Regions from separate parts of the Mus musculus genome. Here region 1 is linked to region 2. Evidence: chromatin contacts called from public ChIA-PET data. All regions are on one chromosome and are shown on one strand. The core of a region is the stretch at or near the end of the contact, and the rest is flanking DNA. Distances in the headings are between cores, read along the strand shown. Region 1 has its middle 32 kb from the start of 9130015A21Rik. Region 2 has its middle 89 kb from the start of Mir680-3.

Region 1 (3,066 bases), core at 49-2,548, 380 kb after region 2:
TGCAAAGTCACTTTGTCCATTTATCATAACAAGTTCTAGCAAATAGAGCTGAGACATCTTTGGGAGCCATTAATCTGCTTATTATACTCCAAAACTGTAGATTTAGGTTTATCATGACTACGCATTTCTTATTATCTCCTGTAGATATTTCAGACAAGATTTCTAAGCTGGCCTCGTGGTAGTCCTACTTACTGTCTTAGCCTCTTGAGTGCTGAGATTATAGACAAGATCTTGTTACACACAGAGCCCAGCCCTTACTCCAACAATCCCAAAATAGCTTATTGCCTTCATCACAGTGTCTATTCATTCATAAGAAACTAGGTCCATAGACTGGAGATAAGGTCAAGTACTTGTTGTGCAAGAATGATTTCAGATGCAGCATCCATTTGAAAACTAGAGTGTGATAGCCCATGCTGTAATTCCAAACCTGGAGGAGGAGACAAGGGGATTCCAGGGCTTACTGGTCAACCAGTCGAACTTTGGGTGAGCTGGATTTTCAATGAGAAACCATATCTCAAAAAAAAAAAAAATAAGGTCAAAAGCAATGGAAGAAGACACACAGTGTTGACCTCTGGCTTCTCCATGCACTTTCACCAGCACACGTGTGCATGTGCACACACACACACATACACACACCAGTTCAAATGTACACTCTTGCGACAATTTTCATTCCTTTAACTTGACTTTTTTTCTGCTTTACATGGGGAAAGTTAATGAAATTTATGTTGACTGGCTTTTGGGAATTTTGCAAGGCAAGAACAAAGGATAATGTAACCAACTACCTTTTCCGCAACCCATAAATATCAATATAAGTGAAATGGGTACCAGAAATTATAATAATAATAATTAATAACAAAGACATCCCCCTAAATAATTTAAGTGTTTTGAAATAACATGATCATATTTCCAAAATCCTTCAATTGAGTTCATAATCTGTCATTTCAATATTCAAAGATATATGCTGAGAAATTTAAGAGAGTTAAGGAATTCCACATAAAAGAAAAACCTCTACTGTGTTATAAATCTCTCTAAACATATTCAGTGCCACCTAGGAAATATTTGAAACCAGGCTGTGATACTCTCATCTACTAAAAGAATTACCAGAATTTTTCCTTCATACCAGCTTTGATTAATGCTCAGATGTCTTTCCTGAGGCTGACTGTATTATTAGAGAATGCTTTTGGTGAATTCTTGCTAAAGTCCACAAGAGACTGGAAATCACAGTAGCAGTAGATGATGTCAAACCCTGGGGCACAACTCAATAAGGAAACAAAGCTCACATTGCAAAAGGGTTTTTGTTGGCACAGTTCATCAGGTGACTTGTTATTCTAGGTCAGGGTGGATCCTCTCTTCTGACCCTATTATGCTTCAGGTACTTAGACGACAGCTAGAAATAAACAGAGCCACCATTCTGTTGTCTTCCTAGCCCTTAAACCTTTGTGACAAACACAACTACAAAAAGCATGATGCAACACTTTAGAAAGGAAAAAAAATTTAAACTCAAGAAAGAGATTGGTGGTACAGCGTTGTGTAGACACTGTCAGAGACAAGAAGACTACACACTTGGGCCGACCTCTACTGTCCACTGAGCTTGAATTTCTACTTCCAGTTCTTGATTTACAAAATCTTTGACATGGCTAACCCACTTCTATATTTGTTCTGTTATTTTCCTCCTTTTTGTTCTGGTTTTGTCACAGTCCCCAACCCCTTTTCATCTTTCTTCCCGGGGTAGATAGTATAGAAACATTTGGGGTTTTTAATTTTTTTTTTTTTTACATTTTTGAGATTATGATACAATTTCTCATTCCTATCTCTCCAATCCCTCCTGTGTATCACCTCCATGACCTGTTTTCTTTCATGTGTGTGTGTATTTTTGTAGTCTTAAATATGTAAATACACCCTGCTTGTTCTGTATTTTGTTACTTGTGTACATATTCTGACTGACTATTTGCTATGTATAACTAACTATGCGCTTTCCTGGGCAATACTATCTCTCTGTATGGTATCAATGACTACAAACTCATAGTTAAGAAAGAGATTCATAGAAGGCCTCTGTGATAACTCCTCCCTCTCCCCCAAAGCAACAGCCTACATAGGAAGCCAGTGAAGAAAACAAAAATTGTGATAAGGATGCTGAAGTAGAGCTCTCTACACTGACACCTTTTGGTAGGGATGTGAGTGGGGAAAGTACTCAGTTTTCTTTAAGGAGCTAACTGCTGGGAGCTTGACCATGTTCCAGTGATTATATGGGCAATACAGTTGAACTTATAATTTGGGGGTTTGGGGGTTTGGGAATTTGGTTTACTTTTTAGAGTGGTAGGGTTATACATTAAAGGAAGTACTTGCGAATACTGGGAAGTGATCAGGGTATATTAAATGAAAATCCCAAATAATCAATAAAAATATTAGGTTAAAAAAAGAAATGAAAACAATTAAAATAAAACATAAAAAATTAAGATGTCAGCATTATTTTCACAAGTAACATTTTTTAGATAGAACTCTTTGATAGCTAATAATAGCAGTAGTTGAATGTAATCCTTTAAATACTACATAATCTTCTGAAAACTGAATTTTACTATACTCTTTGTAAGAAATGTATTTTAGAAGATACATATTCTCCCCTTACACAATCTCTAATTCTTTGTTTGTTTACTTTGTTTTGGTTTTGAGACATGGTCTTAGTCTACAACCCAGGCTAGCCTACAGCTCACTATAAAGCCTGAGCTGACCTCAAACTCATGGAAATCTTCCTTCATCAGCCTCCTGAGTTCTGAGATTATGCAAATCAGCCACCAGTCCTGATGTGCTATTTTATAATCTGCATACTCTAAGTGCAGCCTCCTTGGTCAATTAAGCAGTGAGAAAGAAACTAATTCTACCTTTCTCATTCCAGACATTTTTCTTCTTCTGTGAGCTCAACATCCATTATGATGATTTGATTTATTTTCCCCAAAGTTGGCTAAACATTGAATCCCATTGCCTTCAGGAGCACAGCAAGTGAAATAGCAGTGTAGGAATCCATCTTAAAAGGCAAATACATTTCTACTCTTGGTGATGTTATCACAC
Region 2 (2,838 bases), core at 125-2,624:
TATTGCTTAACTCCTCCGAATCTGAGTGTATTTGTCTCAAAATGAAGACAGCATTACCCACAGATGAAATATTTACTACAAAGTCTAATTTTTCATTATTTTCTGTGGAATGTCCTCTTTCCTTTGTTTTCTTCAGTCAAAATAAGTTTAAAAGAAAGTAGAAGTCATTTATATATAAGTAAGAATTAATGTTTCCTGGGAGAATTCTACAGAACTATTAACAGTCGGTGGTGATAATGCGTGTGTGTCTGTCCATGACAGTTCAGGCGGATGTCTTCTCTTTAGAGCAATGGAGACAAGAAGAAGAGGGTTTTGTGTGTGTTTTTTCTGCTCAAAGGCCAGAAAATCCCTGTCCTTCCTCCTTGCTCATTCAGTGCTACATTTATGAGGGTGTTGTCCTGTCTGCCCCTGCTATCACGATAAGATTTGCCAGGAAATCAGGATAGAGACCTGAATGAGGAGATATGTGGTCTGTAAAAGAAAGTAGACTGGATATTTTTGAGAATTATTAGGAAAAACAAGCAATCCAGGGAACTAAAACCATATCCTCTACCTATTTAGTGCCCTAGAGAAAATTCCTCAACAGAGCCCATGTTGGTCTGGTGCATCTGAGACAAGCTATGCCAGTGGGCTTAAGACATTCTTGTTAGATATAGATCATAAATGCCCTAGACCTTTTTTTCTGGATAGATTGACCTTTTGTTCTAGGTCTAAGGTGTGTAGAAAGGTCAACAAGACCAAATTCTGCTATCTCTTTCTCTTTGAGGCACATCTTATTTACAAAAGGAGATTTAGGCAACATGATGCCATAGAATTTGGCATAGAGAAACTTAAAGCAAATATTTATTCTGCAGGAATTGGTTAGCAGTGTTATGGTAGAGAGATTGACCTTGTTCAACCTTCAGGAAGTTAATTGAGCTGTTAATGGAGTACAGAATCTCTGATTAATAAACATTAAGAAATTGCCATTAGATTTCTGCTAAATAAAAGTGATTAACAACCCTTGTGAATCCAAGAACAGAAATGGAATAAAATTCAAAGAGAAGCTATGCTTTTTATTTGGCTTGAAGTCATTTCTGAGGCTTTATTCAAAGAAAGACCCACGTTGTAGGACACTGTCCACCTTGTCACCATCTGTGTTTGAGGCTTTCAGGTCCAACACTGTGGGACAGTGAAACAGCTTCAGTGAACCCTCAGGCCAGCTGGCTGCCTGCTGCCAACTCACCTTCAGAAGCTCAAGGCCCTGATCCTGTGGGTTTCTTGAGCAGACTGCTGTGTCATTTTCGAAACGTCTTCTGGCACCACTTCTGCGTGATTAAGTTCAGCTCTTTAGTAGCCCAGAGTTTGAGATAGTTGTTGTCACAGGGGGCCAGAATACTGGCGTATGACTTCAAACAAGAGATCAAAGTAAATTCCCAGACCCGTTCCAAGTGTGTTTTGTAACTGCTGGAAAGGAACATCAAACATTCATGATTCATTAATAATTGTCTACACCACCAAGAGAAAAAAGAAAGGAGAATGCAATGGGGATTTGATACTTATCTACCCGTTAATCTACCTCCTCTGGCAGACTTATTTATCAGGGATAAATGATTCTAGTTTGCTTTATGTCCCAGTGTATAGATATTAGATGCACTGTTCTATCATCTAGCATGATTATAGGATGGCTTTGGCCAGTCTAAACATTGCCTAGGAGTTGTTTATCATGCTTGAGTTAATACTCCTTCTGGTGCATGTTTGCTATTAATTTCTGCTTGAGAATTTGCAACAAAGCAAACATTTACACAAAGAGGGTGATTCCCTATTCGCTGTAGACTTGGAGCATGTCAGTGTTACCAAAATAGACGTAGCTATCTCTGGCTTCCCAAGACCTTGGTCTCATCCAGTCACTGTACAAGCTGTGCCAGAAGGCAAGAGAATGCATCTTTCTCTGAATGTACAGTGTGTCTTGTTCAGCCTCCAGGACTTCTATTCACATGACCACAATAGGAAAGCTATCCTGTGACTTCTCTTCCCATTTGAATTTCTGAGTTAGCAGCAGAAATTCCCACTTTGACAAACTTAAAGAAGGGCAGGGTGAGAGAGGAGAGCTGTCGATATGACTTGCCGTAGGAATTACTGAGAATTCATCTCTACAGAGGAGGCTTTAGTCACAGCTTATTCATGGGATATTTTCACCTGTCTGCCAAAGGCTTAAAACTAAAACGTGGAGTTATTAAGCCATCCAGAAAATGTATTTATGAACTGTGATTCCTCATAAGTAATAAAGGAGAATAGCAATCAAAGGGAATCCTCTTTTCCACAAAAGCCAGGATTTGTAATGCCAAATGTTTTACCCTCTGCTTAGAGCAAATATGTCAGACAAATTTGATATGCTAACTCATCAACCACATATTGGGGATATTCATGCTTTAAGAAATTAGAAGTTTCCAGTGCTGTACAACTTGTGAATTTAAGGCAGATGTATGTTATGATTCATTTGAAAAATAAATTGAAATAAATGGAAATACATGAACACTTCTTACAGCTATCCCTAGATTAAGGGTGAAGAATGCTATGTAGTTTGGGAATCTCTGATATATATGCTCATCTTTGGGCTTAAGACTTGGTTGCCATGATATCTAGTGGGGGTGGCTATTGTAGAAGAGCAATAGAAGGAAGAGGTACTTGCCTTATCGGGCAATTCTTGGTATCTTTCAAGGAGCATCCTGCTGCATGGAATTAAATTGAGCTCCAACACACTAAGACAGCACATCTCAATCAACTAAATGAAAGCTTTTGAGCTAGAATAGGTGTGCTATGCAGCATACATAGTCATGTGAGTTTAGAATCTATTTT

Evidence for each region. ChIA-PET counts read pairs in DNA pulled down with a chosen protein or histone mark.
Region 1: a contact with region 2 is called in an REV-ERBa ChIA-PET map of liver, with 16 times the contacts expected there. The contact joins two enhancer-like sites. A contact is called at or near these places in 4 of 484 Hi-C or Micro-C datasets (granulocyte-monocyte progenitors and liver) and 5 of 115 datasets of contacts at active chromatin or transcription factors (a colorectal cancer cell line, hepatocytes, liver and 1 more).

Annotation. Positions count from the first base shown.
Region 1 is chr12:35,661,978-35,665,043 of GRCm38.p6, forward strand. No RefSeq gene overlaps it. Among named protein-coding and RNA genes, the nearest start is that of 9130015A21Rik, 32 kb to the right of the region's middle. Within about 2 kb of position 1,299, at least 4 of the 459 cell types and tissues checked have an H3K27ac peak or open chromatin away from gene starts, as enhancers often do. A contact at or near this core is called in hepatocytes and liver, where this site is marked.
Region 2 is chr12:35,282,792-35,285,629 of GRCm38.p6, forward strand. No RefSeq gene overlaps it. Among named protein-coding and RNA genes, the nearest start is that of Mir680-3, 89 kb to the left of the region's middle. Within about 2 kb of position 1,375, at least 39 of the 459 cell types and tissues checked have an H3K27ac peak or open chromatin away from gene starts, as enhancers often do. A contact at or near this core is called in hepatocytes and liver, where this site is marked.